Regions from separate parts of the Mus musculus genome. Here all the other regions are linked to region 2. The links are chromatin contacts, called in public Hi-C, HiChIP or PLAC-seq and promoter capture Hi-C maps. All regions are on one chromosome and are shown on one strand. Each heading gives the region's core, a stretch centred on a gene start, on an enhancer-like site or on the middle of the called end of the contact. The rest is flanking DNA. Distances are from core to core; before and after follow the strand shown.

What was found. Promoter capture Hi-C pulls out the DNA fragments that hold promoters and counts their contacts. A called contact is a pair of places that touch in the nucleus more often than the background predicts. HiChIP or PLAC-seq counts read pairs in DNA pulled down with a chosen protein or histone mark.
Region 1: a contact with region 2 is called in a Hi-C map of B cells, with 5 read pairs. The contact joins the promoter of Cd52 here to the promoter of Pnrc2 in region 2. A contact is called at or near these places in 2 of 39 promoter capture datasets (the C10 cell line and pre-B cells) and 1 of 484 Hi-C or Micro-C datasets (B cells).
Region 3: a contact with region 2 is called in a promoter capture Hi-C map of liver, with 4 times the contacts expected there. The contact joins the promoter of Sh3bgrl3 here to the promoter of Pnrc2 in region 2. A contact is called at or near these places in 4 of 39 promoter capture datasets (liver, neutrophils and pre-B cells).
Region 4: a contact with region 2 is called in a promoter capture Hi-C map of pre-B cells, with 3 times the contacts expected there. The contact joins the promoter of Zbtb40 here to the promoter of Pnrc2 in region 2.
Region 5: a contact with region 2 is called in an H3K27ac HiChIP or PLAC-seq map of thymic regulatory T cells, with 7 times the contacts expected there. The contact joins the promoter of Pdik1l here to the promoter of Pnrc2 in region 2. A contact is called at or near these places in 1 of 39 promoter capture datasets (pre-B cells) and 1 of 115 datasets of contacts at active chromatin or transcription factors (thymic regulatory T cells).
Region 6: a promoter capture Hi-C map of liver shows a contact between it and region 2, with 4 times the contacts expected there. The contact joins the promoter of Paqr7 here to the promoter of Pnrc2 in region 2. A contact is called at or near these places in 3 of 39 promoter capture datasets (hippocampal neurons and liver).
Region 7: a promoter capture Hi-C map of liver shows a contact between it and region 2, with 2.8 times the contacts expected there. The contact joins the promoter of Stmn1 here to the promoter of Pnrc2 in region 2. A contact is called at or near these places in 3 of 39 promoter capture datasets (liver and pre-B cells).

Annotation. Positions count from the first base shown.
Region 1 is chr4:134,093,818-134,097,511 of GRCm38.p6, forward strand. It overlaps Cd52 (CD52 antigen), which reads right to left and starts at 1,256. Exons shown (of 2, transcript NM_013706.2): 1 at 1,117-1,256; 2 at 1-83. The coding sequence starts at 1,167.
Region 2 is chr4:135,872,031-135,875,571 of GRCm38.p6, forward strand. Pnrc2 (proline-rich nuclear receptor coactivator 2) reads right to left here and starts at 1,816. Exons shown (of 3, transcript NM_026383.3): 1 at 1,644-1,816; 2 at 865-1,069; 3 at 1-424. The coding sequence starts at 406.
Region 3 is chr4:134,127,119-134,130,460 of GRCm38.p6, forward strand. Sh3bgrl3 (SH3 domain binding glutamic acid-rich protein-like 3) reads right to left here and starts at 1,615. Exons shown (of 3, transcript NM_080559.2): 1 at 1,498-1,615; 2 at 800-967; 3 at 288-688. The coding sequence starts at 1,545. The coding sequence ends at 623. Cep85 (centrosomal protein 85) reads right to left here. Exons shown (of 14, transcript NM_144527.3): 14 at 2,740-3,342.
Region 4 is chr4:137,046,587-137,050,270 of GRCm38.p6, forward strand. It overlaps Zbtb40 (zinc finger and BTB domain containing 40), which reads right to left and starts at 2,109. Exons shown (of 19, transcript NM_198248.1): 1 at 2,060-2,109.
Region 5 is chr4:134,285,571-134,289,093 of GRCm38.p6, forward strand. Pdik1l (PDLIM1 interacting kinase 1 like) reads right to left here and starts at 1,683. Exons shown (of 3, transcript NM_001163794.1): 1 at 1,591-1,683.
Region 6 is chr4:134,494,708-134,498,253 of GRCm38.p6, forward strand. It overlaps Paqr7 (progestin and adipoQ receptor family member VII), which reads left to right and starts at 2,054. Exons shown (of 2, transcript NM_027995.3): 1 at 2,054-2,329.
Region 7 is chr4:134,466,709-134,470,393 of GRCm38.p6, forward strand. Stmn1 (stathmin 1) reads left to right here and starts at 1,612. Exons shown (of 5, transcript NM_019641.4): 1 at 1,612-1,721; 2 at 3,395-3,467. The coding sequence starts at 3,455.

The sequences.
Region 1 (3,694 bases), core at 6-2,505, 1.8 Mb before region 2:
AAGGGGGTTTTTTTGGTGGAGGTGCTGTTTTTGTTAGTACCAGAAGCGGCCGTAGTGGCTTGTCCCAAGGATCCTGTTTGTATCTGCAAGAGAAGCGCTGCTCAGTAGGATTTGAACCTTCTGTTGAGGGCTCCTGCCCCTTTGTTCCCTTTCTTCAACTCTAGGCTTCCATAAAACTGCCATCAGCCCTGTTGAGATGTTTGGCTTCCCACCTCATCACAGGCAAGGGAAAGGCAGCCCCCATGTTTGTCATTCTTCCACCTCGAAACTTCCCACCACTTTTCAGGCTGCCAGATCCTCCAGCAAAGAGGGAAACAGAAACCCAAATGTGGGCTTCCCCTCCCAGAGCCTCGGTTTCCTCATCTCCTGGTGATCAGAGTCCACCATGGTCCAGAGTATCACACGTGACGGGCCTGAGTAAGGCCCCTGGCAGAGGGTGGGGTGGGGATGGCAGGTGACAAGCTGTCCTTGATGCTTGATCGGGCAGTAACTGAAGTTGCCCTTGATGGTCATCAAACTAGTTTTGGTGGCCATCAAACTGCCTTGATGCATGGTCTAGATGTTCTTGATCAAGAACTTGATGGCTCCATTCCCTGTGCTAATCAGGCCTCTCTGCGTACATAGTGCCACAAAGGATGCCTCCCAGGGTGGCAGTTGATCTGCAGAGTATATGGGAGACTTCTGTCTCTGTATTCCTGCACACCCACAATTCACTATGGCAGGGGCAGGGGACCCTCGGTCACCTATGGCAGTCTATTAGACCTCTCTCCAGCCCTCTCAAAAGGGCCACTTCTGCGGCTCTCCTCATCAGGGCTTCCTCTCCTGATCCAGAATTACCCAGAACCCTCTGAGTAGCTTCACACATCAGACACCTTCTGAGATTTCCCTCTCTGAGGCCAGTCTGATAGCGCCTGTGAGGAGTAGAAACCCAGCCATATAGGCCCTCCTAGATCCCTGGTTTCCAGTTGGCGACCATCTATCTCTGTCCCTGTGGTAGAAGGCAAGGGTCCCCACCACCACCACCGAGAACCTGCATTCCTTCCCCAGAACCTGGACCAAACCATTAAGCTAAGACCTGGTGGTAGCTGCAGTGACTCTAGGAGGAGCTGTCCTTACCTGAATCACAACCAGAAGAATGATAGTGAGGAAGAGGAGGAAGCTCTTCATCCTGAAATCTTCCTGGGCTCTGTAGCAGCTTTGAGAGATGAGTTCAGGACAGTCTGCAGGCCACTTTGAACCTGGCTGCTTTTTCTGCAGAAGAGAAAGGGAGGAGGCGGGAGGAAGGAGGGCCTAGGGGCGGGGAAAGGAGCTTCCTTCTTTCAAACCTGGGGGTGGATGAAACTAGCCTTGAGGTTCCTGTAGATGAGTTGTCAGTTCTCAAAAGAAGCACAGGCAGGGCATACAGAGCAACATGGAGACACGGGGCAGGATGGATGGATGGTTTCCAGGCTTGGAGCCCTGTGTCCTGGGAAGGAATCTTGTTTTCATGATTTGACAACTCAGACCTCAGGCCTGAGGCTGAATTTACAAGTCTTTAACATCCCCCTCAAAAAAAAAAAAAAAAAAAAGTATGCTGCAGTGATAAGCCTTATTTTTTTATCTTTGTATTTTGAGACATGGTCTATGTCACTCTGGATGGGTTTACATTCAAGCTGCTCCTGCCTCAACCTCTGAATTCTGGAATTGCAGCCCTACATCACACTGCTGACTAATCACTTACTTTAAAAAGAGCCAACAAGGGGCAGGAGAGGTGGCTCAGAGATTAAGAGCCCTGGTTGCTCTTCCAGAGGACCCAGGTTCAATTCCCAGCACCCACATGGCAGCTCACAACTGTAACTCCAGTTCCAGGGAGTCCAACACTCTCACACAGACACCCATGCAGGCAAAATATCAATGCATATACAATTAAAAAAATCATTAAAATAAAAAGCATGCCAGCTCTTAGGAGACAGAAGCAGGTGGGTCTCTATGAGTCTGAGGCTAGCCTGGGCTACATAGTGAGTTCCAAGTTCCAAGATTGAACTACATAGTTAAGATTCTGGCTCAGGCTAGGTGTGGTGGCGCACGCCTTTAATCCCAGCAATTGTGAGGCAGAGGCAGGCAGATTTCTGAGTTCGAGGCCAACCTGGTCTACAGAGTCAGTTCCAGGACAGTCAGGGCTACACAGAGAACCCTGTCTCAAAAATAAATAAATAAATAAATAAATAAATAAATAAATAAATAAATAAATAAATAAATAAAAATATTCTGGCTCAAAACAAAAATAAGCCAAAACAACCAAAAAGCCCTGTATATTGATAATGCCTAACTCTAGCAACTGTTATATAAATGGCAATTGTGTTTTGTTTTAAAGATTGAGTCCCTGTAATCCCAGAACTCAGGGTAGAGCCCAGGAGACGATCAAGGGCAGTTATATCTAAATGGTGACTTTGAGGCCAGCCTGGGCTACCTGGGACTCTGTCTGAAAACACACAGGCAAGCAAATGATCAGACAAGAGAAGGGAGCTAAGAGAGTGGAGTGGATGTAGAAGTCGTGGGAAATGGTGGATGGATCCTACCATTGGTTCTATGGAGGCTCAGGACCATTGAGATCCAGGAACCGGTAGCAAGATTTGATTAGTTTTGGGTCTGGCCCCATTTCCTCTGCTCCTCTGCTCTTTATTTTAAGTGAATCATTTTTGGGAAAAAAAAAATCCTTAAAGAAGTGTGTGTGTGTGTGTGTGTGTGTGTGTGTGTGTGTGTATGTGTGTGTGTGTATGTATGTGTGTGTGTGTGTGTGCATATGAGTGTTTCACCTGTGTACACCATGCATATGCCTGGCTCCTGTGAAGGCCAGAGAGGATATCAGATGCGCTAAGAACTGGAGTCACAGCTGTTCATAGGTGATGGTAATCGAACCCGGCTCCTTTGCAAAAGCAGCAAGCGCTCTTAAACCGCTGAGCCATCTCTCCAGTCCTTCCTGAAGTCTCTTAAGACTTGATGTTTTGGAATTTGGGTGAAGAAGTGTCATCCTACTCAGAGAGGCCTGAGAGGGGGCTCTTGGGAAGACAAACAGGTAAACACAGCCCAGCATTCAGGAATTAGAAGGCAGCTATTGATCTCTGCTGTGGGCAGAGCGATGGGAGAGTCCCCAAATCTGTTTGGACAGTGCCCTGCCCTAACTTAGACAAAACAAATCTGTGGTTTTGATACTGGGCAGTAATTATCTCCACTTGGCTGATTGAAAAAAAGTGACTTGGTCCAAGTTCATGACTTATCGAGTCATTTGAACTTGAGTCCAGGTCCCTCTGATGTCACAGCCACTTCCGGGACTGCTCTTGAATGAGCCAACCCAGTCTGTGCTGTTGTTGTTTAGTCCGTTTTAATGTGGTTCCTCACACAAGTTAGGCAAGTAGTCTCCAGCCCTTGATTAAATCTTGACTCCCTCTCCTTCTTCATTGGCTCTGCAGCCCAGCTCCTGCCTCACCCATTCCCCTGGCTTAGTCTATGTGGTGTCTTATTTACATGCCAGATGGTAAAGGGGACTTCCCTGGCTTCTCTTATATGGTTCGGGACTTTTGTCACAAACCTGAGAGGGCCTCAGGGGCTTTGAGCTCCCAAGATAAAGCTGAGAAAGAGAAGTGAGAGTCTGACCTAGCGGGAGAAGGGGGAGGATTGAGGGTGGAGGAAGTGACATCACCACCTCCCATCACCC
Region 2 (3,541 bases), core at 566-3,065:
GTAAGGTTTTAAGTTGAAATGTCATCGTTTCCTTATCTGAAGGGTTCAAGGAAACATGAACCCAGTGGCTTGGTGGCTTGGGGAGAACACTTGGTGATGGTGGTTCACTAAATTTGGCTCCAGCATAGTTCTGACTAGCTTGAGACTTAAAAAGCAAGCTAGGACTTGATAAACCAGCATTCCAGTTGGAGTTGTTAGAAAGGCTCTTGGTCTTTCCCCCATTTTGCATGGCCTGCCATGCTGCTGCTGCTGGATTGTACCCATGTCCTCGTTCCTTTTTCTTATGAGCAATCTTCGTCTGGGAAGAATTCTGATCCTTGCTCTTCTGTCTATTTTGCTGTTCTTGGTTCTTACTAGCATTTCTAGATTGAGGGTCTGGAATGTTATACCTCTCTCCGCCACCCATCTTCAGCTTCTTTGTCACCTGTAAGTAAATACATGTAAACAATAAATTCCACATGTTCCTTGTGATGTTTCCATAGTTCCAGTTCTAGAAGTGTTGAAGAAAATATGACAAGATGGCATTAGGCTCGACTTCAAAACCATCTACCTCAAAAAACTAAAGTCGTGAGCTAGATACCAGTTTGTGAAATTGAAAGAAGAAAAAAATTAAAGCAAGCTCTTCTTTCATTCTTTGTACAAGCTAAAAGAAATAACCCCACACACCGAAAGCCACCCGTGGCTGGTGGGGTCTCCTATACCAGACTGGCCTCCAACTTTAAGCAGTCTTGCCCCAAACTCTGGAGTGCTGGAATTACAGGCACATAATACTGCAGCATCGCCATGCATGGCCGCTGACCTTAATAGTTTAGAATTGCTTCACTCCTAAGATAATTGGCCCCACTGTGATGGGAATCTTTATACCTTTCAGTTTGCTTTTCAGATTGAAGGATTTCCACTACTTGTCCTCTTCCTTGCTGCCAAGCCCAGGATAAGAGACGTTGCTTTCTGCTAGATCCTTTCCTTTGTCTCAGTACACAAGTTTTCATGAGCCAGTCTGCTGATTTCAGCCTAGGAGCTGAGGTCCACATCGAGTCTCCTCAGCACACAAGTTTGAGAGAAGTCCTAGCTAGAAAAGGAAAGAGAATTACTTGAAAATAACCCCAAAAAGTGATCTTTTAGACATTCTACAGAAATGGCTGTCGCTGCTTCCTCAAAGCTTCATAGATGATGTATGAGACCACGACTTTCTTTGACCTCATAAATATCAGCTTACAACTCTTGGGGGCTTACCTGCAACTCTTACCCGTTTTAAAGTGAAACTAGGACCCGCACAGCCATTTCCACATCAAGGTTCTGTTCCCAACAGCGCGCATCGTGATTTCGCCTATGACTCCGGTAACGGGTGCCATAATTTTTCACAAACCATAATAACCTTACATTCCTAAAGATCACGCCTCTAAGGGGAAAGGTTTCTCTGTTCTAATTAGCAAACACCCTCACAAGGCTGAGAAGCCTCCGACTTTGTAAGTCAGAAGGCCCGCACTCGCAGTCACCCGCACAGTGAACCTGCAAGCTCGCAGCCTCAGCCCGCGGCTCCGCTCCCAGGGAGTCGGTCGCACCCGACCGGCCTCACTTCCTCTTCAGCCAGGCCCAACAATGGTGCCCGCGATGGCCAACATGGCCGCCCCCGCCACACTCACCGACTTCGAGCGGCGGCGGCGGCGGCTCCCTCTCGACCTCCAAGCCTCCTTCCCTCTACAGGGAGAAACGATGCACGGATCTAACAGCCCACGAACGAGTCACGGATCACAACTCCGTCTGGGGACCAACCTCCTACTGCCTTTCCCGACAAAATGGAGGCCGCTGCAAGCGCGGAAGAGGACCGGAGACTGTGCAGCCAATGAGGACGCGGCAGCGCGTCCCGCGGCCAATGAGACGCCAGCCACCGCCTGTTGCTGGGGCACGCGGGGGGGGGGGGGAGTGCGGGGTGGCTGTTGTCATGGTTTGAAATCCTGCGGGAGGAGCATGTCGGGAATAACTGGCCCGCTTCGGGAGCCGCGCTGCTGGACTTTCCCCGGCTGGCGGAGGGCAGCTGCTCTTCTGCTGGCCTCTGGCAGCGGGGCCCGTACTTTACTTCCGTGACCAGACCTCTGCGCGGCGCCCGTCTTTGTTCCTGGCCCTTTCTGTCCTGCGGTCACTGGGCCAGCCCCAGAGCTGCCGTGGGTCATATTCACCCCACCCAGAGCCCGGCAACTATTTCTGCACATGACCACCTTCCTTTTTTATGTCTCCTCTGATCTAGCTTCACTTTTTTCTCGGTACCTGAGACTGTCACTACTATCAGGGCCTGCTTTTTCTATACACAGCACTTGCTGGATCCCTACACATTTTTTGGTCTTGTTTCGAAAGTGGGAAAACTAGAGAAAAGAAATATACCGCTCAAGAATGACAGCAAGGTTCGGGAAAGAAAGGAGAGATATCTTTTGTTTAAGAGAAAAAGAAAAACGTGTATCCTAGAGTCAACATTTCAAGGGTGAACACCAATTTCAGTGAATAATTCTGGGGGTAAATGTGCCAGGTGTCTTGCCTCATTCAGGCCTGTAATCACAGCTTCTCAGTTTTGAGGTCAGTTTGGAGTACATAGCAAAACCCCCATCTCAGCAAAACAAAAACGTTTCATTGGCTCCAAATTGTGATGCAAATAAGACACACACACTCACACATCTATCTATATAGCCATTGCTGTCCAGAATTAAGTTGGTCCAGAATTCTGCAAGCCTGTCCAAATGCATCTAGGGTGTTTTATCTGCTCCCTACCTCATGCTAGACTTTTGCTTATGTCATCTCATTCCAGTCTCAGCAATTTTAAGGGCAAGGTGCTATTCTGATTTCCAGTGTTCTTGGATTCAGGACATCTCAGTGGTGCCACACTTCAAAGCATAATGCTACAGTGAGTTTCAAGAGCCTGGGCTCATGTGCCCTTCTTCTCTGTGCCTAAAAGGTGCTTGACATAGAGGACACCATTACCCACATTGTCGGAAAGCTTGGGTGCCATGAAGCCTGCCTGTGTCCTGCCACCTGGCTGAGCCTGCTCTCTCCTACAAGGTCAGCGTCAGGCTGCCCTTTGGGAGAGCATGGTTCCGGCATTCACCATGTCTTAGCACTGTCTCTAGCTCATTAATAGCTACCAGTCCACAAGAGCTCCAAACTCTGGACCATGTGTAAAAAAGAATTCCTTCTTCGAAATATCACCGTCTGCCTGTCTGATTTTGTTTGGTTTGTGCATCGCATGCTTGCAGTGTCCTGGGAGGCCAAAAGAGGGTGACAGGTCCTCCGTAAGCCCTTACAGAGAGGCCTGCCTCTTCCTCTCTAGTCCTGGCACTAACCGTAAGCCCTTACAGAGAGGCCTTCCTCTTCCTCCCTAGTCCTGGCACTAACAGCATCCGCCACCATAGCCAGTGGATATTTAATTTAAAGCATTCATCTTGCCCACACTTATCTAGTGCCTGCTTTGGGAAAGAAAGAAAAAAAGAAACCTCATCTGGATCCAAAAGAAGGGAAAGCCCTTTCCTATTTGTGAGAGAAGGGAGCTGAGCTT
Region 3 (3,342 bases), core at 365-2,864, 1.7 Mb before region 2:
ACTGCTGCAGCTGTACACGCCCCCATCACCCCCCTACACTGAATCAGTCAGCTCCAACACGGGAGGCAGCCCGGGGGCAGCCACCCTCAGGCAGGCAGGCAGGCAGACAGCAGAACCTACATGGGAAACAGGGTGACTCAGCCATCATGGTCATGTGCTGCCAGCCAGCCATGTGTTCCACACACATACACACATGCACACGCACACGCAGCGGCAGCCCTGGGACAGTCCAAACACCACCAGAACTATCTGCCTCTGCCAGGCAGGGACCCGGACACCACAAGCAGTCAGCACCAGAGGAATGGACATTTAATTGTCTCTAGGGCACTCCTAGGATGGGGATGCGGGGCCTTTGGCAGAGCTCTGGCTGATGGAAGCAACAGAAATGCTCATCAGACAGGGCCAGGCAGAGAGGATGCCCCAAGGTGTGGCTGGGGACAGCCATCGTCAGGGCTTAAGACAATCTTTTGAGACTAGTTGGTGAATAAGGAATGTTGCCTCTGGAGGAAGAGGAGGCGGCTGCGGAAAGGGTCTGGGTCTGGGTTTGCAGATTAGGACGACAAGGAGTTGGTTACAAGGCCTGGTGAAGAGCTAGCTGGATAGGATCGGTGGCCATCCTGACTCAGGCCAGCTTCAGGAACTCCTGCAGTGTGTCCTGCTCCACGGCCTCCACGAAGAGTTCATAGTCCTGAGGAAGGGAGGCAGTCACCTGAGTCGAGGTGCAGGGCACCCCAGTTGTTTGCCCAGGTCTGACCCTGGCTGCAGTCCTCCAACACCTCCCAGAACCCAAACCCCATACCCCACAGTAGTGGTTCCCGTTGACAATCTGAGGTGGGGTAGCTTTGGGGTTGCCAGCCAAGGTTCGCATCTCATCTCGAAGGGCGTTGTCCTGGGAGATGTCCACTAGCTGGTATTGGATCCTCTTCCCATCTAGGATGCGGGTCACCTCACTCTGCTGGGACTTGATCTAGGGGCGGAGGATTGACAGGGTTGGCAGGCAAGCTGAAGGATTTGTGGGAGGAATTCCTTCGGGTGTGAGCAACAGCTTCTATCCTGCCCACTCTGAGGGGAGGTTCTGGCCACTAAGGGATGGGAAGGGTCCAAGGATAGACAGGTAAACTACTAGAGTTTCAGAAAGAAGACGGGCAAGTTCTGTGCATGACAGGGAAGCTAGACTCGGCGAGGGGCAGGCCCTCTCTACAAGACACATCTCCTCCTCCACAGCCGCACAGTGGAGAGGAAGCGGGATTAAAGCGGTCGGGGGTTGGTGCAAGAGAATGGATGGCCCTATACTGGGGGAATGAGCGTGGGCAGCTCACGCTGGGGATGCCGAGGGGCCCTTGGTGCGGGGGTTCAGGCTGGGCCCAGCCCTTGGACCAGACCTGGGAGGCCATACCCCGCACCTCACTGCTTCCATCGTGGGGGCGGCTCCCGGGCGCTGGTCGGAGCACAGAGACGGCCCACCCTCTCCGGGCGCCGGCCCAGGCACACACTTACTTCTCGGGAGCCGGTGACCGACGTGCTGTAGACGCGCAGGCCACTCATGCTGCAGGCGGGGGACACAGACCAACTGAGGGACGGTGGGAGCGGCAGCTGCACGGCTAGGAACTACGCTGCCGCCGCCGCGCTTGGGAGCGGTTTCCTTCCTGCTCCGCCCGCGAGTCACTGCTCTCGGGACCAATGAGCTGCGCAGGCGGGTAAGGCGGGGCCTGCATGACCCCGCCCTGCTCCGTGGCCTGGAGCCGGGAGGACCCCTGTCCTCTGCAGCTACTTGGCTCCCCCACTTCCCCCTCAGCCCCATGCTGGGGACCGGCTAAAAGGCAGAAAAAGCTGGGAAGGCAGGCGGACCGGTTCAGTTAAAAGCTTTCCCCAGTCTACCCGGGTTGTGTACATTCAGTGGCCAAAGCAGTGCCACCCAGGTCTCCCGGTCTCTTAATAGCACAGCTCAGTATGGAACTTTGGAAGGCGGGTCAGTTCGCAAGCTTAGACAGCAAGGGCCGGGGGGAAAGCTGTGGTGGGGCGCTGGAGGGCGGGGAGGGCCAGTGCAGCCAGGACATTTTCTCTAAAGCACCTCTCCACTCAAACAGGCTCAGACAAGAAAGGGGTGGTGGCTGTAAGCGAGGGGGTGGGGGAGCGGCTCACACCCTTCAGGAGCCAGGGGGAGGAAGTAGGCTGCGGGACAGCGAGCGTGCTAGTGTGCGGAGTCAAAGGCTGGTGCCCCGACTTAACCTGGCTTGCACTGGCCCTTGGCACAGCTATTTTTGGGGTGATCCCAACTTAACTCTACCTTTACATTGCAAATGACACCCCACATCTTTGAACTTTAAGAATTCAGCTAATGAGATGGAAGAGAGTCCAGCACCCATTCCAACTGTGGATCAAGCTCTGTCAGGTTCACTATAGGCCCCAAGAGTAGACCTGGGGCTACATAAATAATGGCGCAGGAACAACACAATTCTGCTGCCTGCTGAGGCAAACTGCCTGTCTGCTTCTGGGGAAGTCATTTCCTCAAAGCCACAGAAACCCAGAAGCTGCTGACCTCTGAGAGGTGTGCAACTTTGTAGTGACAACTGGCGGCGGTTGCTCTCTGCAACACAGGAGTGTGGGCAGAGACTAATCTGTCGCCACCCAGAGCAGAAGTGGGAAGACTGAGCCTCCACACTGGATCTGCCTAAACTCACTTCAAAAGAGTCACAGGCAGGCTGGCAGGGGACGCTGGGAGGCACTAGGAAACCGGAGTGTTTGTTAAATGTTTTATTCTGTAATCAAAATAGGCAATACAAACCAGTCGACTTAACAAAGAGTCATATAAATAACTTTATAAACTTTACGAAGAAAAATACCCGTGAGCATGGAGGCTGGGCTCCCGATAACAGGGTGGAAACCAACCAGGAAGCTCTGTTTTAAGGAGGCAGCAGCCCGGAGGCTGAGGGGATGGTCAGCTGGGTGTGATTACTCTGAAAGGTAAGCCACTCCATAAGAAAACATAAACTTGTTAAAACACTGGCAAAGCGGCCCCTCAGGCCCTGGAGGTCCATGGTGCTGTTAACAGCCCCAAGGCTTAGCAGAAGTCCTGTCTGCACCCCCACAACTACTTTACTCCTCATACATACAGGGCCCTTGGATCCAAACTAGAGGAGGTTGAGGGCTGGCCAAATAACCAGATACAACTGAGACGATCCCTAAATTGGGAGGCAAGAAAAACCAGAAAGCTAAGGCTCAAAGGCCTTAGAGAAACACAAAACACCAGAAAACACTCAACACTTTTTTTTTATCTTAGGTGCTCCGAACTGTCAAGGTTAGAGCAGGAAAAGGGAACCCTCCTAACCCCAAATGAGAGGC
Region 4 (3,684 bases), core at 859-3,358, 1.2 Mb after region 2:
AATTCCAGCATTTGGAGGCTGAGGCAAGAAGATCTCAAGTTAAAGGTGAGCCTGGGCTGCACAGCAGGCCTTTTTTTTTTTTTTTTTTTTTTAAAGAAGGAGAATTATTTCTGTGCACCTATACATTACCGAAGCCCTTTGAAGAATTTAAATTCCACAAAGAGGCAAAAGTCGTGGTCCTCTTGTGTAATAACACATTTCTAGGAATCATACCTGCACATAGTAGAAGCACCTGAACAACTGATTAAACTCATGCAAGCATAGGTGTAAAAAACAAAAAAAACCAAAATAACTGTTAAATGGGTCATGGATAGCTGGGCGTGGTGGCGCACACTTTTAATCCCAGCACTCGGGAGGCAGTGGCAGGTGGATTTCTGAGTTCGAGGCCAGCCTGGTCTACAAAGTGAGTTCCAGGACAGCCAGGGATACACAGAGAAACCCTGTCTCGAAAGAAAAAAAAAAAAATTGGGTGATGGAGCTTGGCAAGAGGCACACGCCTGTAACCTCAGCACTTGGGAGGAAGACTGGAGGAGCAGGAGCTCTAGACCAACCAACTGGAGATATGTGTGTGTGTATATATATATATACATATATATATATACACACACACACACACACGTACATATACATATATATGTATACACATACGTATATACATGTGTATATACACATATATACATAAATGTGTATATATACACACACAAATACATATATGTATATGTATTTATTTCCAGGCCAGCCTATATATATATACATATACATATATATATATATATACATATATATACATACATATACACACACATATACATATACACACACACACAAATACATATATGTATATGTATTTATTTCCAGGCCAGCCTATATATATATATATATATATATATATATATATATATATATATATGTATATATATAATATGTGTGTATACATATACACACACACAAATACATATACGTATATTTATTTATTTCCAGGCCAGCCTGGGCTACATGAGGTCTGTGTCAAAACAAGCACAAGACAGAATGGGAACCTGTCACCGAAGAACCATGTCTACATTGAGCATAATTTATGCCAAGCACTGAAAATTTGCACTTCCTAACCCTAACCCTACATTGATTGCTTAAACAGCTATAACCCACACCAAGATTTGGATACAATTCCAAGGAAGAGCACTCCCAGAGGGAGAAAACTTACAGTTTGAGGTAATGTGACCTAGGCTATCATACAAGGGGGATTTCCCAGCGACAGCCTCACATTGCCAGCCCTATAAGCTAGCACACCCTAATCACACTTCACGTTTTGTGCAGGGAAAATACACTGCAAAGCTACGTAGAGACATAAAATAGATGGCCAATTGCACACACTGGGCGGGTGATAGCTTTGTAAGGAATGAGAGACCACTAGCTTGACGGCATCATGGAAGCTAGTCACATATCGTGTCAACTGTGCCTCGGGCCAGGATTGGCAAACTTCTGTAAAGCGCCGGAGAGAAATGACTCTGGCTTTATGGACCTTTCCATCAAAGCCGAAAAGCAGCCGGGGCAACTGCGCGCACTCCCCCGCCCCGCGGCAGGCGAGCGGCCGGACAACCCGTTAAAAAGAAAACAAAAAACGACCATAGCTGCGTCTCCGTGCAACTTCACTGCTGGGAGCTGAAGTTTTATTTCCCACGACTTCTATTTCCCCGCAACTGTTTTACAGCGGATAAACAAAAGCTGAGAGCAGAGATGGGAGGGAGCCCTCTGGGCCGGGGCGTCCGCAGCACAGCCCGGGAGCCGGGGAGTGAGGGCCGCAGATGCCAGGCAGTGTCCCGCGTCCTTCCACGGGACGCAACAACCTAGGCTGCGCCCGAAGTGAGGGCTGTTCCCGGGGGCCACGTCCCGAGGACAGCGGACGGCGGCGGCTGTGACCGACGCGAGCCAGGCGGAGCTCGCTCCGCGCATCCCCTGCGTCCCCCAGGGGTCCTGGGGCGCCCCTCACTCAGGGAGTCTCGGGAGCCTCCGCCGCGACAGGGGTCTCCGCGCAGAGTCCCAGCGCCGTTTCTATGGTTACCTGCTCAGCACCGATTCAAACTGCCGTTCTTTATTGACAGCGCCATTGAGGACACGAACACTCCTGCCCGAAGGGAACAATAAAGCTTTCTCCATTCAACAGCGCTGGAGACGCCAAAAGGCAGCCATCTTGGGGCCGGGGAAAACGCCGAGGGCCGTAGCCCGGATGTGCGCACGCCGTAGTCACGTGCTGGGGGACGGTCTCGCGAGAAGGCTGTCCCTGCATCACGTGCACGCTTTCTACCAATGGCAGGCTTCCAAGTTTGGAACCTGGTCTGCTCTTGACCTTTGACCTTCGCCTCACAGTACCTTGGGAGATGTTTCCTTAGCATGTTCCATAGCATGATCCATCCCTTACCTAGCCACTTCTGAGGTTTGCTGCGAAGAGACGACAAAGATTTCTTTCCTTCTTTTGTAACAAACAGTCATGTGCAGGGCGAGAACGAGACTGATTTCTGGACTGGGCTTGGTATGGGTGTACACGGGGTTTCTTTTGCCATTATCCTCTCACGTTTTAACCTATAGCACCACACGCTGGTTATGAACCCCGAGTCCAGTGTCCTGGCAGTCAAATGGATGTGAATCGGATCCAGTTAACATGAGCCCCATTGGCACTGGTCATGAGAGCTGTCCCTGCATCACATGGAGACCCATTTGTCCGAGATCCAGGCTTCTCGTTGCTATGTCTAGCTCCCAATGTGATTACAGCTGTTCCATGGGCAATGACAATATTCAGTCGTCCCCAGCACTGTCGCTGTCAGCTCGACTTGATGCAATACCTTTAAAACAGAAACCGAACCTATGGAGCAGAGCTGTCACTCAAATTTCTGTCATCTAATACTGTGACTGCAGTTTGCAGCTACTGCTGAAGATAAATAATTAGAACACTCTGGGTCATTAGAGCACTCTGGGCAGCTGTTCTAGTTAATTTTTGTTGTGATAAAATATCCTGAACCCCCTCCCCCCCCAAAAAAAAGTCTAATGAGTCAGGCTTAGTGACCCATCTTTTAATCCTGGTGCTTTGGAGGCAGAGGCAGGCAGATCTCTGAATTGTGAGGCTACCTTGATGTGTGTGTGTGTGTGTGTGTGTGTGTGTGTGTGTGTGTGTGTGTGTGTGTAGTTTCAGGACACCCAGAGCTACATAATAAGACCAGGAAGAAGGAGGAGGACCAAGGGGGGAAAGATTTTTTTCAGCTTACAATTGCAGGTTAGTCCACCACCTTGGAGAAGTCAAGGCAAGACAAAGACTTCAAACCACTAATCACACCACATCCATAGAGCAGAGAGAAGTGAATGCATGCATGTTCTTGCTTGTGCCCAGTTGGATTGCAGGCACAGTTCAAGACTCCTTGCCTGGGGAATGGGGCCACCCACAGTGGACTGAGTATTCTGACATTGGTTTACTCAAGATACCCCCACACACACACACACACAGGGACCAAACCAATGTAGACAATCCCCTAGGGAGACGCTTCCCAGGAGATTCTAGGTTGTGTCAAGCTGACAAGGTGCCACACCATGTTCCCTGTCGGTGGTTTGTCAGCACTCGGCCACTACCTTCTTGCCACAGTCAAACCAGTATCTGATAGGGCCCTACCAGGTGCACGGTCACCTGGCCACTGTTAC
Region 5 (3,523 bases), core at 433-2,932, 1.6 Mb before region 2:
TATATATACCCGAAATTTGAAATTTCATCAAGAGGTGGTGGCTCACACCTTTAATCTCAGCGTGTAGGAGGCAGAGGAAGGCGGATCTCTGAGTTCAAGGCCAGCCTGATCTACAGAGGGAGTTCTAGGATACCCAGGGCTACAGAGAGACCCTGTCTTGAGAAGAAAACACACAAACAAAAGCAGTGAAACATAAAAATCCCTCACACTTAGAAATGCAAACCCCTGACTTTGGTTTATGGACCAAAAGTGGTCAAGATCACTTACTTATGTTTTGTTTGCAACAGTGTCTCAGGTAGCTCAGGCTACCCCTGAATTTACTATATAGCAGGGAATGACCCTAATCTCCTGCTTCCACCTTCCAAAAACTAGGGTTATAGACCTGCACCAGCATGCTTAGTTATTTGTTTCTTACAAAATGGGCACAAATAAAGTTTTTGCAGAGCTGTTCCCTCAAAATGAAGTAAGTCAACTACCTTTTTATCGTTGTTTAGCATAGTTATTTAATTCTAGGTCTTTTCTGGCCAAAGGGGGAGCATCCTATACATCACAGGGAATCCTCTGACAAAGTCCTTTGGCGCTGTACCTTGAGAAATCATTTAAAGGCAAGCTGGAGCACAGGCCCCACAGAGAAATGTTCTTTTGAGTGGAGAGTCTGCAGTACGCTCCCTCACTCACTGTCACTGTCTTCGCCGGCCAGGAAGAGTAAGATTGTATTTACATTGCACAACCAGGTAAACAAAGTGACTGCCCCGGGAACCGGAGACTCCCGGAACGACTACTTTAAGTTCATTGGCCAGATTTAAAAGAAAATGACTGTTCCTGAGGTTTGCCCTGAGTTACTTCCTTGTATTGGTCGCCTACCCTTCAATTTCTTCCTGGATTCCCCAATGTCAGGTTTCCTGTCACCGGGCGGGCCATTCTGTCCTGCTCTGTGCTGATTCCCGGTTACTAGGCACTTCCAAGTGACTCTTTTCTCTGCAGCGGTCCCCTGTCCTCTCCCACTTGCCAGAGGTCCCCCCCCCCAAGGAAGAACGCCTTCCTTGCATAAGAAAGGACGGTGTCTATCAAATCCTTGGGGTCCTGGCTGGAGAGACGCCCTGCTGAAGCATCCTTCGAGAACCCGAGCGCCTTACGATGGCACGTCCCGGACCCTCCTGCCTGCCTGCCTGCCATTCTCCCTCCGGGGCTGGGCACCGGCGGCTTGGACATGCACCTGCTGGTGCCGGGGACGGGGACAAGTAAGGCCAGCGGTGCTCGCTCTGTCGCCGAGGCGCGCTCACTGGCCAAGCAGCAAGCTCACTCCGGGCGGCCGTCCCTGGAAACCCCGAGGGACCCTCCCGTGGCCCCTGAGCGGGCCTCGCAGTCGCTTCAACTCCTGGCGGCTGCAGCCTAGGGGACCGGACTCCGGGAGTGGCCCGGGCGGGAACGGAGGCCGCAGTCCCCGGCCGGTGGCCGGCGCAGCACCGGGCCTTCCCGGGGATGACTCCACTGAGAGGTCCGTGACAGGCCTGCTGGGGACAGAGACACATGCAGGGAGACCGGTTCTGACTGCGGGGCATCCGTGGCACGGCGAAGGGCCAGGTTTACCTCAGGGCAGCCGCCGCCGCTTCTCCCTCTCATGAGCTCTGCAGGCCGCCATTATCGCGCAGCTCGCGCCCTCGGCCGCGGCGGCCTCCAGTCAGAAGCCGGCGCGCGCCCCCGTGGTGCGCGGACACACCCCCTCACGCCGGGCCCCGCCCCCTCCGGCTTGCCGTAGCGCGCGTGCGCAAGCCGAGCGCCGCCTGCTGCCGGGCGAGCGCCCGCCTCTCCTCCGCGGGCTCTGGCCATTGCGCTCCGTCGCTGCCCTGGCGCGGCGCACAGCCGAGCGTTTCCAGCGGTGTGCGCGCTGCAGAGCGGACCAATGCTGCCCTGCAGGGGTGGCGGCAGGGGACGGTCGCCCTCAGCCGCAGCGGGGGGCGCGTCCCGGGACCCCAGAGAAGCTGCGGCCGCTGGCCCGAGCCGGCGGTGCTCGTGCCCCGTGGCGGGCTACGCTGCCCGCCCTCTTCAGACCTACCGAGCGGCGGGCTGGAGCGCGCGGTTCGCTGGGGCCGGATGCCCGGTGCATCTTCCTCGCTGGTGGCGGGACTGGGCGGCGGGTCCGTGGGGAGGCGCGGCCAGTGCTGGGAGGCTGGCTGCACCTACGTTCCGAGGCACCGAGCTGTGTTTGCGGGTGGCACAATGGCCCAGGCAGCGACGCGGGCCTGGGTGCGATCATCTGGGAGGATGCTGTCCCCTGCCCCACCGGCGCGGTGGTATCTCCCTTAAAGAAGCCGGAACCTCATTGTTCCCGGCCTTGAGGATCGGGGCGTCCTGCTGGGTGAGAGAGAGGGTGTGGCCTACCTGGCTGCGGCGCGCAGCCTAGCTGGCCTGAACCGGAGTTGGGACCCATTTTAGGCGGGTGTACGGACACAAAACAGGTCTCCTAGGACTGCAGTCCCCCGGAGTTCTTCAAATACGTGCACAAAACCTTTCAAATGCCCCCAGCAGTTGTCAGTCATAACCCTGAGTTGCCCTGAGATCGGGGTGACAGTCACTTGGAAACCAGGACCAACTGGCCGGCCCGTCGTTAGTTACACAGATTGAGTAAGCATCTGCCAGAAACGCCCATTCTTTTCTTTATTATTCTGTACCTACTGCTTGTTAGTAAGGTTGATCCTGCCTTCATTGCCCCCTAAGCATCTCAGTGCCTCCAGGATCATCCTTTGTCATCTGCTTATGAAACTAATATTTGGGGTCTGGGCAACTTTCTATATAATCTGAACCATATTCCAAAAGTAAAGACCTTACTACTGACCCTGCTGCTTTCATAGGCGAGGAAACCAACACCTGCCACATTGACCAAAAGTTGTCTTCCTAGAACACCCACTCGCACCCTAGTGTAACGTCCTCCAGCCCCTCCTAATAAAAGCCCAGCAATCTATTCAGAGTTTGTCCTGAGGGCCATCCTCCTATTGGTGCTCACGTTTTCTGGGAATACTGAGTCAGTCAAGACTTGCTTCCTGCCCTGGAAAGTAGGGGGAAATAGGAAAGCTCAGTAGACGCCGGCTACCAGTGTTAAACAGGATGGACTAGGAAGAGATCTCTTCATGAGAGTAGTCTTTTTGTTTATTGTGGTCATAAAATGTCACGGGATCGTCAAGGGACGTACCTGTTCTAGCTGCTTTCCTGTTGCTGTGATTAAAAAGAAAAATTGCTGACCAAAAATACCTTAGGGGAGGAAAAGGTTTGTTTGACTTAAACCTTCAGGGTTAGGGTCACTGGGAATTCATCCATCACTGAGGGAAGTCAGGGAGGGAACTAGGGAAGGAACTGTGGGGGGTGGGGGAGGCTCCTTACTGGCTTGCTCCAGGGTCATGGCTCAACTACATTTCTAAACAGTTTAGGCTGGCCTGCCTAGAAATAGCACTGCCCACATTGGGCAATCAACAAACCCCCTCACAGATGTGCTTACAGGCCAGTCTGATAGAGGCTATCCCCCACT
Region 6 (3,546 bases), core at 804-3,303, 1.4 Mb before region 2:
ATGGAGGTCTTGCTTCTCACCCAAGGGCCTGAAATGAGCTGTGGATGCGGTGTTCCCAGCGCTGCTTTCCTGCTGCCTGGGCTGGGGACAGGAGTTGCTGAGTAGCAAGACCGTGAAGGAAACACTGGGGTTACTCCATCATACCATCCCTGCACCACAAGATAAGAGCTGGCTTAGATCCAGGTCCAGTGCTAGGCGACTGGACGGCCTTGGGCAGGTCACACTCTGGAACCTGTTTCCTCAGACACAGACAAAGACGGTGACAGAGTGTGCCATAGATCAACAGCATACCTGAGAGGCCCTGCATGGAGCTGATAGGCACTGACTGGCTAACCACAGTCCTCACACAACTGCTGGGCTCTCAGAGGGTCATGGCCAAACGACTTCTCTCTTGCAGGCAAACCTCCTGAGTCACTTCCCAGAGCCGGAACCGGACATAGCTACAGCCGCCTGAGCCTGGATGCACCTTTCCCGGCTCTAGGCCTCGACTTTTCTACCCATAAAACAGTGGCCACCACATTCACCTCAAAGGAACTTTCGAGGTTTGAAGAAGGTCATAGAGAAGGCCCCATGGCTGCTCAGAGCTCGCTTCCCCACTGTGTAGAGTGGTAGACACAGAACCTGTTTCAGGGGATGGTTTAGATCAAGAGAGGTCGTCATGGCAACTGCTTGGCTCACCGCTTGCCACAGGCCAAGAACATTACATATAAACCGTGGATTTGAAAACAAACCAAGAGGGGACAGGATGTGGTGGTGTATGCCGGAGACCTCAGCCTCTGCTTCACTTGTGAGCTCCAAGCAGGAGCTGGGTGAGACTCTGCCTTTAAAAACATACAAATGAACAAAAAACATACCACCTCTGACAAAAGCCAAACCAACCGGAAACAAAGAATCAAAGCAGTGAGAGCTTGACCTTCCTGCCAAAAATAGAAGCTGAGTCCGAGGCTTCTTCTAAGTCCTTACTGTTTGTTTTGTTTTGTTTTGTTTTGTTTTGTTTAAGATGGGATGTCTTTGTTTAGCGCTGGCTTTCCTGGAACTAGCTCCATAGAGTAGGCTGGCCCAGAACCCAGAGATCCCTTGCCTCTGCCTCTGGCTCCTGAGTGCTGGGATCAAAGGCGTGTGCCACCGCTGCCACCACTGTCTGCAAAGTCTCTCATTTTTATTCATCCTATCAGGACACAGTCACCATATGTTGCCCAGGCTGCCCTTGAACTCCTGGCTTCAAATAATCCTCCTGCCTCAGTCTCCAGAGTAGTAGGCACGGGATGGCAGGCCTGTCGGCTTGCCCCATGGATTCAGGAAATGTGGGCGTTTGTCTGAATTTGTTGAATGAGAGGCCAGTCTCTCACATACAATTCTCTTAAGATAATATGCTCATCACAGTACAGAGGGAAATTTTGCAGTTTCCAAAGACCTTCATGTCCACCGTTTGACCTAAACACCTTGTCAAGTGGTACTGCCATCTCTATAACACTGAGGCCCAAAAGAGCAAGGTTTGTCCAAGGTCGCAGGGTGAGCTGGGGTAGCAACAGGCTTCAATCCTGTTAATGTGTCAGGGCTCTAGACTCAAAAGCTCAGTAAAGGACAGGGCCCTAGCCTCTACCAATCAGGCCTCTTTACTCAAGACCCGGTCTGGTACTCCATTTTTGTTAGGTATGAACACCACAGAAGGGGCAGGCACATGAGGCACTGTAAGAAAGTATTTATTGGAGGCATACCCTGCCTATAAAAACCCACTGGGCTGTTCACCTTCTCTGCTGGTCCCATACCTGGAAGATGTGACAACCAGGAGTGGTTGTTCTGACAGAGATCTAGACAAATCAGGACAGGGAAAATGTCAGAGATCACGGGATGAGACTTTGATAAGCCAGAGAGCCCAGTTTGGGACGCAGCTCCCCAGGGAGAGCGACATCTGGACTACAGTAGCCCTGTGAGGCATGAGCGGTATGTGCTGAGCTCAAGCTTGCCTCAGAGCTCTTGGGACACTCATCCGACTCTCTTGCAACTATCACAGAGCGAAGCTTGCGCTTTGGGGAAGTGGGTAAACTCTGCAGGAGTCTGCAGCCTCTTATCTGAGCCTAGGTTCTCTGGGCCTTCTATTTTCAGACTGTACTGTGGCCGCAGGAAGTCCCGGGATGCGTCGTGGAGTGACCCCTCCTGCAGTCTGAGCTTGCATAACGCCAGGCGAGAAGCTGCAGACTGGCGGAGGCGGCTGAGCTCCCGGTGCCCAGCGCCGCCCTCCGGGCTTGGGGCGTGGCCGCTACCCCTTTATCTGCGACTCCAGCGCGGGGGACGCAGCAGACAGCTCCTAGCTCTGCTCTGACCACAGGTGAGACTGCTCCTGGAGATCCCGGGGCCGGGCCGGGCTGGGCTGGGCTGGGAGTAGAGAAGTGCTCCCCCGGCACGCGGGTTGGGGGTGTGCTCCTAGCTGCATGCGTGCGGTGCCCAGTGGCGGAAGTGGGCAGGTGGCAGAAGATGGGGCGAGGCCGAAGACAGCAGGACCCTGACAGCCGGACAGTTATGTAGGGGAGCACCTCCCGGTAGGGGTGAGGAGAGGTCACCAAGGGAATTAGCCTCAAGGAGGGGACCGGAAGAAGAAACGTTTGAGGTCACCCCACCCCCGGAGGAGCAGTGGGGGGGTCACTGTAAGGGAGTGGGGAGAGCAGAAGGATTATGGGAGGACCAGAGGTAGCATGCCATGGAGAAGGAGGACCAGGGCTGGAGTAAAGCCTATGAGCTTGTGGCTTGTGGAATGGGGAGAATAATTCAGTGTCGTCTGCAGAAGTTAGGCATGGGAGACAGCCTGTGCAGCAGGATCACACCCTGGGCAGGAACAACCAACCTCACAGGCTATGTGCTGCATTCTAGGAGCGAGGTTATAATGGGACAAGAAGGAGCAGGGGTGGAAGTGTGTGTGTGTGTGTGTGTGTGTGTGTGTGTGTGTGTGTGTGTGTGTGTGTGTGTGGTATGTTTTGCAGATCCTTGTGGGGGAACCCCCAAGGAAAGCTTTAGAGAGGTGGGAGGGCTACCAGGCCAGAATATTGGATCCCTTCCCTAGCGTCAGGAAAGCCAGATTGCCCTAGATAGGAAAAGAGACAAGGCCCCACCACCACCCTCAGCCTTAACCTGGGGGATTTCCTCCTAGCAGCCCCTGAAGCCCCTTAGGCTGCCTCAGGCTATGCACTGAGAGGAGGCTTGGTGGATTCCCCAAGCTGACTGTTCTTGTTGGGTACCCGGGGACACCATGATGAAGATCTTCCCTTTCAGGGTACTCCTTGGAACCGTGGGAGTGTCTGAACTTTGGGGGAAAATGTCCTTAACATTTCCATTCTGATCACGTTACTGAGTACAAATGGAGACCCACAATGCAGTGTGAAACACCAATAGTTTCTTGTTCAGTCCTGGAAGACGCGGAGGTAGCCTTTTCTTTAAATTGGTTGAGCTGAATTGGAGAATTGGTTTGCAAAGGGGGAGGCGACCTGGTTGCTGAGAGACCCGAAAGCCTGCCAGAGCTTGTCCCGTCTACGTTTACCCACACTGGGTGCC
Region 7 (3,685 bases), core at 362-2,861, 1.4 Mb before region 2:
TTGAAAAAAAAATGTATCACATGGGTGGGATCTTGCACACACATCTCCAAATCCAATACAAAGACTTCAAGACAAAGTGCTGGTTCAGAAGTTCCCGAACCTCGTGGCTATGGAGGTCTCTGCACATTTGTGTTCCCCCAGCTTCTCAGTTTTCAGAAAGGTCTAATCCTCGTTCCTGTCCAGTTCTAAAAATGACTTCAGGGATCCATTCTGAAAGTTGAAGCATCAGGCCATTGTGAGACTGCGTTCTGAGAGGGAAAAGCCTTCCACTGCGCAGAACTGGCTCCTGTTGTTCACATGCTAAGCAAGAACCACTTAGACTGGCTGGGGCGGGGGCAGAGGGAGACTGACCCCACGCAAGGGCAATTGCTGGAAAATATGCCTCTATAAGCATATTCCAGACAACTGTACTTTGCCAATTGCTTGCTTTGTACGTTGTCTGCACAATACAGTTTTCACTGTCCTGTATGCCTATTGTATTTTATCTCGGGTGCTTCCCTCTTGGTTAAGCAGATGTAGGATTGTTTTAAAATTAGGATTGTTTCCACAGAAGCTGTTGTATGTATGGGTTGGCTTTTGAGAGACCAAATCCATTAATAAAATGGTAAACCCAATGAAGAGTTTCTGAGCAGGTGCTTTGGGGAAATGACCACCTCGTGGGGACACAGCTTTGGTCAGCAGAGAGAAGAGGTTCTTAGACAGACAGGGTCACGCTAATTTCCTTTGTGTCTCTGCTATAGTTTTGCTTTATCCCGGCCAGAGGGAACCGTGACCTTGTGGCTCCTTTTGTTTACATTCTCAAAGTGAGCCCAGCCCCGCTCTAGGGAGCACGTGCTTTCAGAACAAAAGGAGCAAAGTGTATCTAGAACTGCCATCGCTCTTCCCTTCCCTTTCCTGTCACCGCAAGGCTTTAGCAGTCCAGATGGAGTCTGCCTTTAAGCTTAGTGGCTTTGTTAAACCCAAGATCAGATTCCAGAGCCTCCCGCTGTCCTGCCTAGATCCCAGTGTTTCCAGCTCGGGAGGCTGAAGGGTAGAATGCAAGTGGCCAAGGGAAGAACCACGCCCGTAATCTGCCAGTAGGAAATGGGTTAGGGACTGCGTTGTTGCGCTACAGGTGACAAGCTGCCGTGTGTCCGTGATAGGACACCGAGGGTAGAGGATCGTGCAGGGGCGTGGAGTGGCACTATCTTGTCACAGGGTTTCGGGCGTTTTAGGCGACCGGGAGGGGTATGGCATCAAAAGGGATATTGCTTAGGGAGCCAAATAAACTCCTATGGCTGGGTAGAGGTAGAGTCCAGTCGGTCGAGGTCTAAAAGAAGTAGGTTAGGACCGACCCCTCCCCTGCTCCTCACCTCGCCCTGCAGTTTTCCTAAAGAGAGTCCCATAACCGATTCAGTCCTGCGGCCGCAGCCAAATGCTCTTCCGATCAGAGACACCCCACCCACCCACGCTAGTCCCGGCTAACACCTAGAGAGACCCCCCACCAGGAGTGCCCCACCCCTAGCATTGTCCTCCTGCCCCCCTGGCCCGGACTACAATTCCCGAAATGCTTCTCTCCAGAGAGGCGGTGCTCTCCAGGCTTCGGGGCGGGACTGGCACGTGCCGTCACCCGCAGCCAATGCGGAGCGCCTGGTCTGGGTCACGTGCCGCTGTTTGGCGCTTTTGTGCGCGCCCAGGTCTGTTGGTGCTCAGAGTGTGGCCAGGCGGCTCGGACCGAGCAGGTGGGTGCAGGCTTGGCTTAGGCGGAGGCTACGGCGGGCTGGGGAGCAGCCGGGAACGCGGCGGGTCCCCCAGCCGGGCACAGGAGATGGGCGGAGACCCCGAGCCCCAGCGGGTGGGGGGCGTTGGTCTTTTGTGTGGAGCTCGGGCGGAGCCTTGGCTTTTGTCCCTATTCCCTGGAGATGCGGGCTGGAGGGGAGGGGGCGCGGCCAGCGCTGGGCTTTAGCCCGGGTGCGAGCGTGGAGACAATAGGAGGCGTGAGCCGTCCTCTGCATCTACCGCCCGGCGGGCGCGGCTGTTCGGGGGGTCCCCATTGTCTGAAGGAGAGCGAGGCTGGGGGCGCTCGTGCTGCTGAGGGGCGGCGCCCGCCCGGTCTCCCGGGGCTTCGGGGCGGTGGTCCCGGACAGCTCTGGGCACTCCGTCAGTGGGTGAAGGCCGTGCGACCGAGCCCTCTACAGCCACCCCAGGGCTGCGTGTCCGCGAGGTGTTTTTGGCGGGAGTTGGGGGGCAGACGGCCGCGCGCTGCCAGCCCGAGAGGGGCGGGGCCACCCCGGAGGACCGTTGGCCCCGCCCATTCTGTCGCTGCCCACGCGCGCGGGCTCCCGAGCGTGGAGAGGTTCGCGGAGATTCGAAAAGGCGCGGGGAGCCGAGGGGCGGGGCCAGGGGCCGGAGCGTAGGGCGTGTTCTGATTGGCCCGGGCCGCCAGCCTGCCCGCCTGGGCCAGGACCACGCCCATGCTGTGTAGTCTGCTGCGTTGGGTGCTCTGCTACAGATAAATGCATTTTTTTTCGTTGCTTCGTTTTTGCAGTGTCTAGTGTTTGGAACCTTTAGTCATACGCTTCGGGGCTAAAAGAATGGTGATCTTTTTAAAAAAAATACTCGAGAACTGTTGAAAAAAATGTTTGCGACATAAGGCATCAAATGTGACAAACCTCAGGCGGGTGTGGTGGCGCTTGTCTGTAATCTCAACACTCAGAAGCTGCCCCCCCCCCCCGCCCATGTATGCATCGAACATGGAACCCAGGGCTTTGCAAATGTTAAGTGTTAACCCAGTGGGCTAAACCCCACCCCTCTACCCTGAGGAGGCTGAGGCAAGAGGATTGTAATTTTACAGCCAGCCTGGATTAAGTAGACCCTGCCCTCAAAAGAAACCTAGAGGTTCATACAACTTCATTTTCTCACTGTGAGGCTAGTAGCTTAAACCCTAGGAACAATAGGACTTGAATATCATTGGCTGCCAGCTTGGGTGTTATTCACCGTGGCAGACACAGACAAAGCAGGGGTGGGTATTTCAATTGCACAATGAGTTGTAGACAGAATTAAGATGGCTCCGATCTCATTGTTGGGTTGAATCTGGAATATCTTATGTTGGGCAGGACAAAAACATTAAGGGACGGAATTCTTCAACCTTGTGATTGAACCCCTGAGTTTTGATATTCCAAGATTTTCTTTCTTTGAAGAATATCATTTAATTTGATTTTCTGCTGCCAGCGTTACTCAATGAAAATATCTCAATATGTCCCAGTGTTTCTAGATTGATATTTTAATGATGTTTCTTGATTTTCACATAATGATTTTCCTGACATTGTCAAGGGTGTGATTTGAGACCCCTTTGTGCTGATGACATAGGAGAAATGTGGAGAAATTGATTGCATGCTTTGAAAAATCGTTCCAGGGCTTTCCTTGCCAGTGGATTGTGTAGAGTATACAGCCAGTCTCTTGTCTTCTGTTCGACATGGCATCTTCTGGTAGGTAATTGATTTAGAAAACTGAAATCAGGGCGGGCTTATGGCTTTAGAATAGGAAGTGGTGCAGGCCTTAAGCTTTTAATTTGGCATTTGTGTTCTTTTCAAAATTTAATTTACAAGTAAAAATGCAATTGAGAAATGTTTATTAGTTGGATAAATATATAGAAATCTCAGCCATTCATACTTTTGGCTTGGTCCAAAGCAAAATGTGGGGTTTT